Linked DNA regions of Mus musculus: region 2 is linked to region 1. The links are chromatin contacts, called in public Hi-C maps. All regions are on one chromosome and are shown on one strand. The core of a region is the stretch at or near the end of the contact, and the rest is flanking DNA. Distances in the headings are between cores, read along the strand shown.

Region 1 (2,945 bases), core at 164-2,663:
CTGTCCCTTCACCGCTAGAACATTGTTGTAAGTCTTAACCACTCTCCTGACATTTGGGTGAGATTCAGCTTCATTATGCTTCAAGAGATCAAGAAATTTCTTGTCTCTTTTTCCTTTTTCATTCCATGTCTTAGAGTAAAGGTATCCTCCCTTTGCACAGGCATGTGCCTCCCGCTCTGAGACTAAGGGCATCAGCACTGACTATACACCAGTTTGGGAAGAATTGACTCTTTAACAGTAGTGAGTGACACAGACCACAAACACAGCATAGCCCTTTTTATTTTGGCCTTCAATTTATTTCTAAGGTGTTTTATAGTTCTCTCTGTAGAGTTGGCACTCTTTTGTTTTACTATTTATCGCAAATCATATTCTTTAAAAACTTAGAATTTGGTTTATTACTAATCTATTAAAGCACAATTAACCTCCGAGTTTCACTTTATTTGGGGCATGGAAGAAGGCACAACTACGCTGATGATTCTGTTCAGGACCTAGACCTGTGGTCCTAGCACTGACAAGCTTGAGACAGGAAGACCAGGAGTTCACAGCGAGACTGCATTAAATAAGGAGGCAGGGCACACATAAGACACTGTCTGAAAAACAAAAAGACAGACACACTTCATGATAAGGAAACTGGAGTGTTACAGATATAAAACCAAATAATCTTTATGGCTATCTTTAGTGCCCTAAGTAGCCATTAAGGACCCAGCTGTCAGGATTGGCATCCTGAAGGCTAGCAGGTAAAAACTTTGGAATGCACTGTTACCAGATCACTAACTTCCATCAACGAAAGGATGGGTCTCATAAATTATATCCTTACCTAAAGCCTATGGACGAATCATCTCCTGCTTTGCTGTAACCCACCTACTACCTGTTGTCCCCAACAAAGCGCCTGGCAAATGCTTTGTTTTTTGTTCTGTGACTGTTAAAGTCTGTGCGATTGCTTTTATATTGAAACATGTTTTTAGGCCAACCTGAATCAATGCTCCCTGGCCATGGAAATTATTACTTGATTCAAAATAAACACTATTTTATTCCTACTAAGATGACAGCTCTGTTTTGCATGTACAGTTTCCAGCGACTGTTAGTTTATTAAATTAATACGTTTTCCTACATTTTGGAGCTACGCACATAACAGAACATCTATGAACTATTGCGTTTATTACCTCCTAAACTATAGTCTTTATTTTCTCATATTATCGAATAACACACCATCATTTGAATCTTAGAAATAATCAATTAAATTTTAAATTCAATAAGAATCTGTCATTGTATATGAACTCTTTACTGTCTCACATACCAAGTTCCTGTCACAGATCCAGAAAAGGGTCCTGCAGTTCCTGCTAAGTTGGACGAGTCTGATGGTAGACCTCAGAAAACTCCTGTTTCCTCAGCCCTGGCCGCAGCCTTCTAACCCCGCCCCTCACACTGACGCAGCCAATCCGCACCATGCGTAGTAACCCGCCCCTAGACGGAGGCAGCCAATTAGAAGCAGCGTATTTTGCGCGCCCGACTTGCAAAGATGGCGCTGCACGGTGGCGCGCGGGCTCTCTGTCGAGCAGTTGCCCTGCTCCGCTGTAGCAAAATGTGAATGCAGCTGAAGGACGGTGGCACGGGAATGAGTCGGCGAAGGAAGCATGCGGACAGCCCTGCCCGGAGGAGCACGCCGCACAGGGCGGCTGCTAAGAACTGCCGCCCGGCGGCAGAGCCGTGGCTGCGGGAGTCCAGGGCGGCCTGCAGCTCCCAGCTCCGCCGGGCGGGAACGCGGTCTGCGCGGCGGGCGCAGCGGCAGGCAGCGGCTGACGGCGGGCGCAGTCCCCGGGGTGAGGAGAGGGCGGGGAGCGGAGCCTGGCGGTGCAGACCGGGCGGGAGGCCTGGGGCTGCAGAGCCGAGTCCGGTAAACCGGGCCTTTTCTGAACGTCTGGTTGTGGGCGGGGCCTGTGCCGTGGACTGTGTTCCGGAAACTGGGCACCTACGCTGGTTGTTGTTGTTTTCCTCGCTGTTTTGTTTTGCAAAAAGGGCCACCTCAGAAACCGTAGTGTGCTCCCGGAACTTGCTAGGTGTAACATCCGGTTAGCCCAGCAAACCGATGGCGCGTTCATTTCTGTAAACTTGGAGTTAAGAGATATCTATCCCAATAAGGACCAAACTCATAACCTCTATCCTAGGGTGTGTCCGTAAAATACAATGTCTGTTACCTTGCTTGTTTCTGCTATGAATAAAACGAGGCTGGGAAAGAAAAATAACATTGTAAACCTTCAAGTGATTCTAGACAGAGCTTCCCTAGAAACAAATCACTATTGGTTTTGGGGTGTATGGAGTAAAAAAAAAATTGGGTCGAGTTTACAGGAGGGGCCTTGTGAGAGTTTAGCTTGGCTTTCTGTTTGGATGCATTTCCTGTACATCTGCTGACGTCATGGAGGTACCTAAAGCCTGGTGATAGTAATTCAGTGATCAGATGGTATCATTCCTGGGCCTATGGAATTTTCAAAGAACACTTCCTAACTACAGTGCTAAACTTATGAAGTATTAAGATATTATTTTCATTGAAACATTTCTATTGTGGTTAAAGTAACTGTCTTTAGGAGACAAGCTTTGTATTGGACATGAAAATTAATTGTTTGACTTTAGCTTTTATGAAGTAACGTAACACTTAGAAGCAATGATTGTCATCTTATGCAGGAAAGGAGACGCCAGTACAAATCGTGAAAATGGATTTATTATCCTGTACCTTCAGTTCTCCAAATGATCCAGATGGACAAACTGATATCTTCTGGGATCAAAATTCTCCAATGACAAAGCAGTTAGGTAATCTGTTGTTATTTTTATGTGGGTAGGTGCTTGAAGAATTATTGTCGGTAAAATTTTAGTCTGGTAACATCATAATACAACGGTTTTGGGTTTTTTGTTTTGTTTTTTAGAACCTCATGTGTGATTTTTCTGTCTGA
Region 2 (3,203 bases), core at 318-2,817, 3.6 Mb before region 1:
CTGAAAGGCAGTAACTAAAACTGCTATCCTAAAGTCCCAGAGCAGATTAGAACAATCACTATCAAATCAGCTCCAGCCCTTCTCTCTTCACTTGAAAATCCTGTAATCTCTCCCTCAACCATCAAGTGAAACTGGAGGCAAGTCATGCTATCTCTAGAGTGTGATATTTGCACATATGGTTGTTCAGTAGGAAGTACTATAAAGTAACAGAACTAATGCCTATTAGAAAACCAAGAAGAAACAGAAACTACAGAGACATGCCCTGGAATTTGAGAGTCCCTGACACAGAGGTAACATTTAGAAATGCAACCCACAAATGAACTAAATGTGGACAGAGACACAGGAAGCATTCCATTATAAAAAGATCAGTGCTCAAGAACAAAATTAAGGCATCAAATGAATAAAGTGATTCTAGGAGTCATTCAAGTACCCTACAGTCTATTGAAACCTAAATGCTATTGGACCCAGAAGTGGCTAGTTTTATGTCAACCAGACACAAGCTACAGTCAGTCTTAAGTTAAGAGGAATTCTCAATTGAAAAGAAAAATGCTTCCACCATAAAGATCGGGCTGTAGACAAGCCCATAGGGCATTTTCTTAATTACAGATTGATGGGGAAGAGCCCAGTCCTTTATGGGTGCTGCCATCTCTGGGCTGGTGGTCCTGGGTTCTATAAAGAAGCAGACTTAGCAAGCCATGAGGAACAAACCAATAAGCAGCACTCCTCCATGGTCTCTGCAACAGCTCATGCCCTCCATATTCCTACTTATTCTGAGTTCCTCGAATGATGGGCCAAAATGTGGAAGAGTAGGCCAAATAAATCCTTTCCCCTAACCTGCTTTTGGTCATGGTGTTTCATCGCAGAAATAGAAGCCCTGACTAAGGCATCATATTTCTCTCTCCAAATACTAAATCTTCCAAAAACAAAACTGAAGCCATCCACCATCCATTTAATAGTGACAGAAAATTCTGACGTTAGACCAAGAGCATATTCATTGGTCTGTTCCAAGGCACATGTTTTCGAATATCCGTACAACAAACGGAGAATACAGATTTCCCTTAACAACTTTCATTTTAAATGAAAGCCTCTTGAGATGTTTTAGCTGCTAACATTTCGCCTGAAACAATCAGTGTCTCCCAACTTCCCCTGGAAGTAACAGGTTTCCAAAAAGAGAATGAGCAAAAAGTGTCAATATTCACAGTCGGCAAAGAAAATTAGATCGGTACACCACAAGTAAACACAAGGAAGGGGCTCACTCCACAAACAAAACTTTCTGACTTTACTTTGGAAAAGTTACACTGACTCAAACTGCAAGACACTCTTCGTCCCTCCTGAAAACTGTGGCATCCACACGCTCCTGACACTAACAGGGGACTCCGGAGGTCGCCCACAACCACCGGCTTCGGATTCAGGATACGCGCATCAGTGCCGCACCCTGTTCTGACCCCCAGATAAAAACCCTCGGGGCCGAGCTCACCAGCCTGGGACGTGAGAACACAGCTCCACAAGCTCTTGGTCTGGAGAGCGCTCAGGTGAGGCTGCCTCGTCGCCTAGCAACGGTGAAGCTGCCCGTTCTTCCGCAAGCGTCAATTCCTCCCGCCTCTGAGAGAGTTTTTAAAAGGTTTTGTTTCCGGGTCGAGCGGGCTTTAAGCAACGGAAGGTCTCTTAGCCGCCCTTGTTTAGTCTTGGGGGAGGATAGATTCTCGGTGGAGCGACGTGTGCTGTCGCTCAGGGGTCGTTTCTCCTCCCTCGAGTTAACGCCTCCTCTCCTGCCAATTGCTGAGCGCCATCAGGCAGGCGCCTCACTCAAAGCACCAACCCTCTGCTCACAGACGCGCTCCAATCACCGAGGCTCAGCCCCGGGACTACTTTGCAGCGAGGCGCGTAGGAAGAAGGGGTTTGGGGGAATTGTAGTTTAGCACTGTCAGGAATGCACGAAGGTGGGCGCCAGAGGTCGCCGGAAGAACTACACTTCCCAGAAAGGGCCGTGTCTCCAGCCGAACCTTTGCGGGCCAGCCCCGCGTTCTCTCCCAGAGTCTGTTCCGCTGTAGAGGTGACCTGACTGCTGGAGACTGCCTTTTGCAGGTGCAGAGATCGGCCTTGCAGTTTGCAATAATGGTGAGTGTGGGCTCCTGGAACCTGCAGCAGCTCCGGCCTCTCGGCCTCCTCCTGCGCTTGATGCGCTTTTAAAAAGCAGTAATGCCGGGAGCTGTCCTCCGCGCGGTTTGCAAAATCTGACTCATTCTCACGACTGTCGCAGTAACCCAGATACTGGAAAGGGGTTCGCAAGGACTCTAGAGAAATCACTGTCCTTGGAAAGTCGGGTCTCAGTCCTTGCGCAGGAGGGACAAAATTTTCTCCGAAGGACCTTAAAGGATTTGTTGTGGGGGATGAGAATTATGGGAGGGGAAGAATTAGGTCCTAACACTATTTTGCCTCTTAAGCTCTTGGAAAGAATAGGCCTCTGATGTTGATTTACCGGTAGTGCTCCAGGTTATGATCCCAGTTTTCAGGAGACATGTTTCCACCATATTTGATTTAAAAGAAAACAAATGTTACTGAAAACCTATTCTTGATCTCCGTTTGTAATGACAGGACTAGCATCGCTAGTCAAACAGTGCCGATATTCTTTACTACTCTGTCATAAATTCTGAAGGCCTCCTTGCAGATGTAACGTAACCATCTTGTTGAAGCTCTAGATCTATCTTGTCCTCAGCGGGCGGAGGGGGGTGACGTGAAAGAGAGCTCTGACGTAGGACTAATCTTCATGCTGTTTGAAGGTGACATTTGCCACCAGACTGGAAATTGCTAAGTACTTTGAAATTTACATTTTAAAAATACGTGTTGTCCTTTAATATCAAGATGGGAAATGTGAGATGAATTGAAAATTTTTGGATGAATTGGAAATTTCACAGAACCCAAGGAGACATGTTTTCAAACAAGGACAAAAACTCCCTCAATCTCTATAAGAAACCCTAAGGGAATAATTACTAATTTCCAGTCATTGTTGCCTAGTTATTTTGACACATAAGTAGTTATTTAAATTATGGCTTAAGCAGTCTCTGTCTTAATAATTTTAGTAATAAAGTGGCACTAGTTATCCAAGAACTTCAGACTTTAGGCTGTTAGGCCTATATGAAAACCTTTTTACAATCATCTTATCCAAAACCCCACTTTAAATACTAAAATTTAATTTGTTGAGA

Evidence for each region. A called contact is a pair of places that touch in the nucleus more often than the background predicts.
Region 2: a Hi-C map of CD4 T cells shows a contact between it and region 1, with 6 times the contacts expected there. The contact joins the promoter of Wdpcp here to the promoter of Etaa1os in region 1. A contact is called at or near these places in 1 of 39 promoter capture datasets (pre-B cells) and 1 of 484 Hi-C or Micro-C datasets (CD4 T cells).

What each region holds. Positions count from the first base shown.
Region 1 is chr11:17,952,438-17,955,382 of GRCm38.p6, reverse strand. Etaa1os (Ewing tumor-associated antigen 1, opposite strand) reads right to left here and starts at 1,413. Exons shown (of 3, transcript NR_131915.1): 1 at 1,298-1,413. It overlaps Etaa1 (Ewing tumor-associated antigen 1), which reads left to right and starts at 1,508. Exons shown (of 6, transcript NM_026576.4): 1 at 1,508-1,820; 2 at 2,680-2,805. The coding sequence starts at 1,589.
Region 2 is chr11:21,570,645-21,573,847 of GRCm38.p6, reverse strand. It overlaps Wdpcp (WD repeat containing planar cell polarity effector), which reads right to left and starts at 1,567. Exons shown (of 18, transcript NM_145425.3): 1 at 1,478-1,567. It overlaps Mdh1 (malate dehydrogenase 1, NAD (soluble)), which reads left to right and starts at 1,914. Exons shown (of 9, transcript NM_008618.3): 1 at 1,914-2,118. The coding sequence starts at 2,116.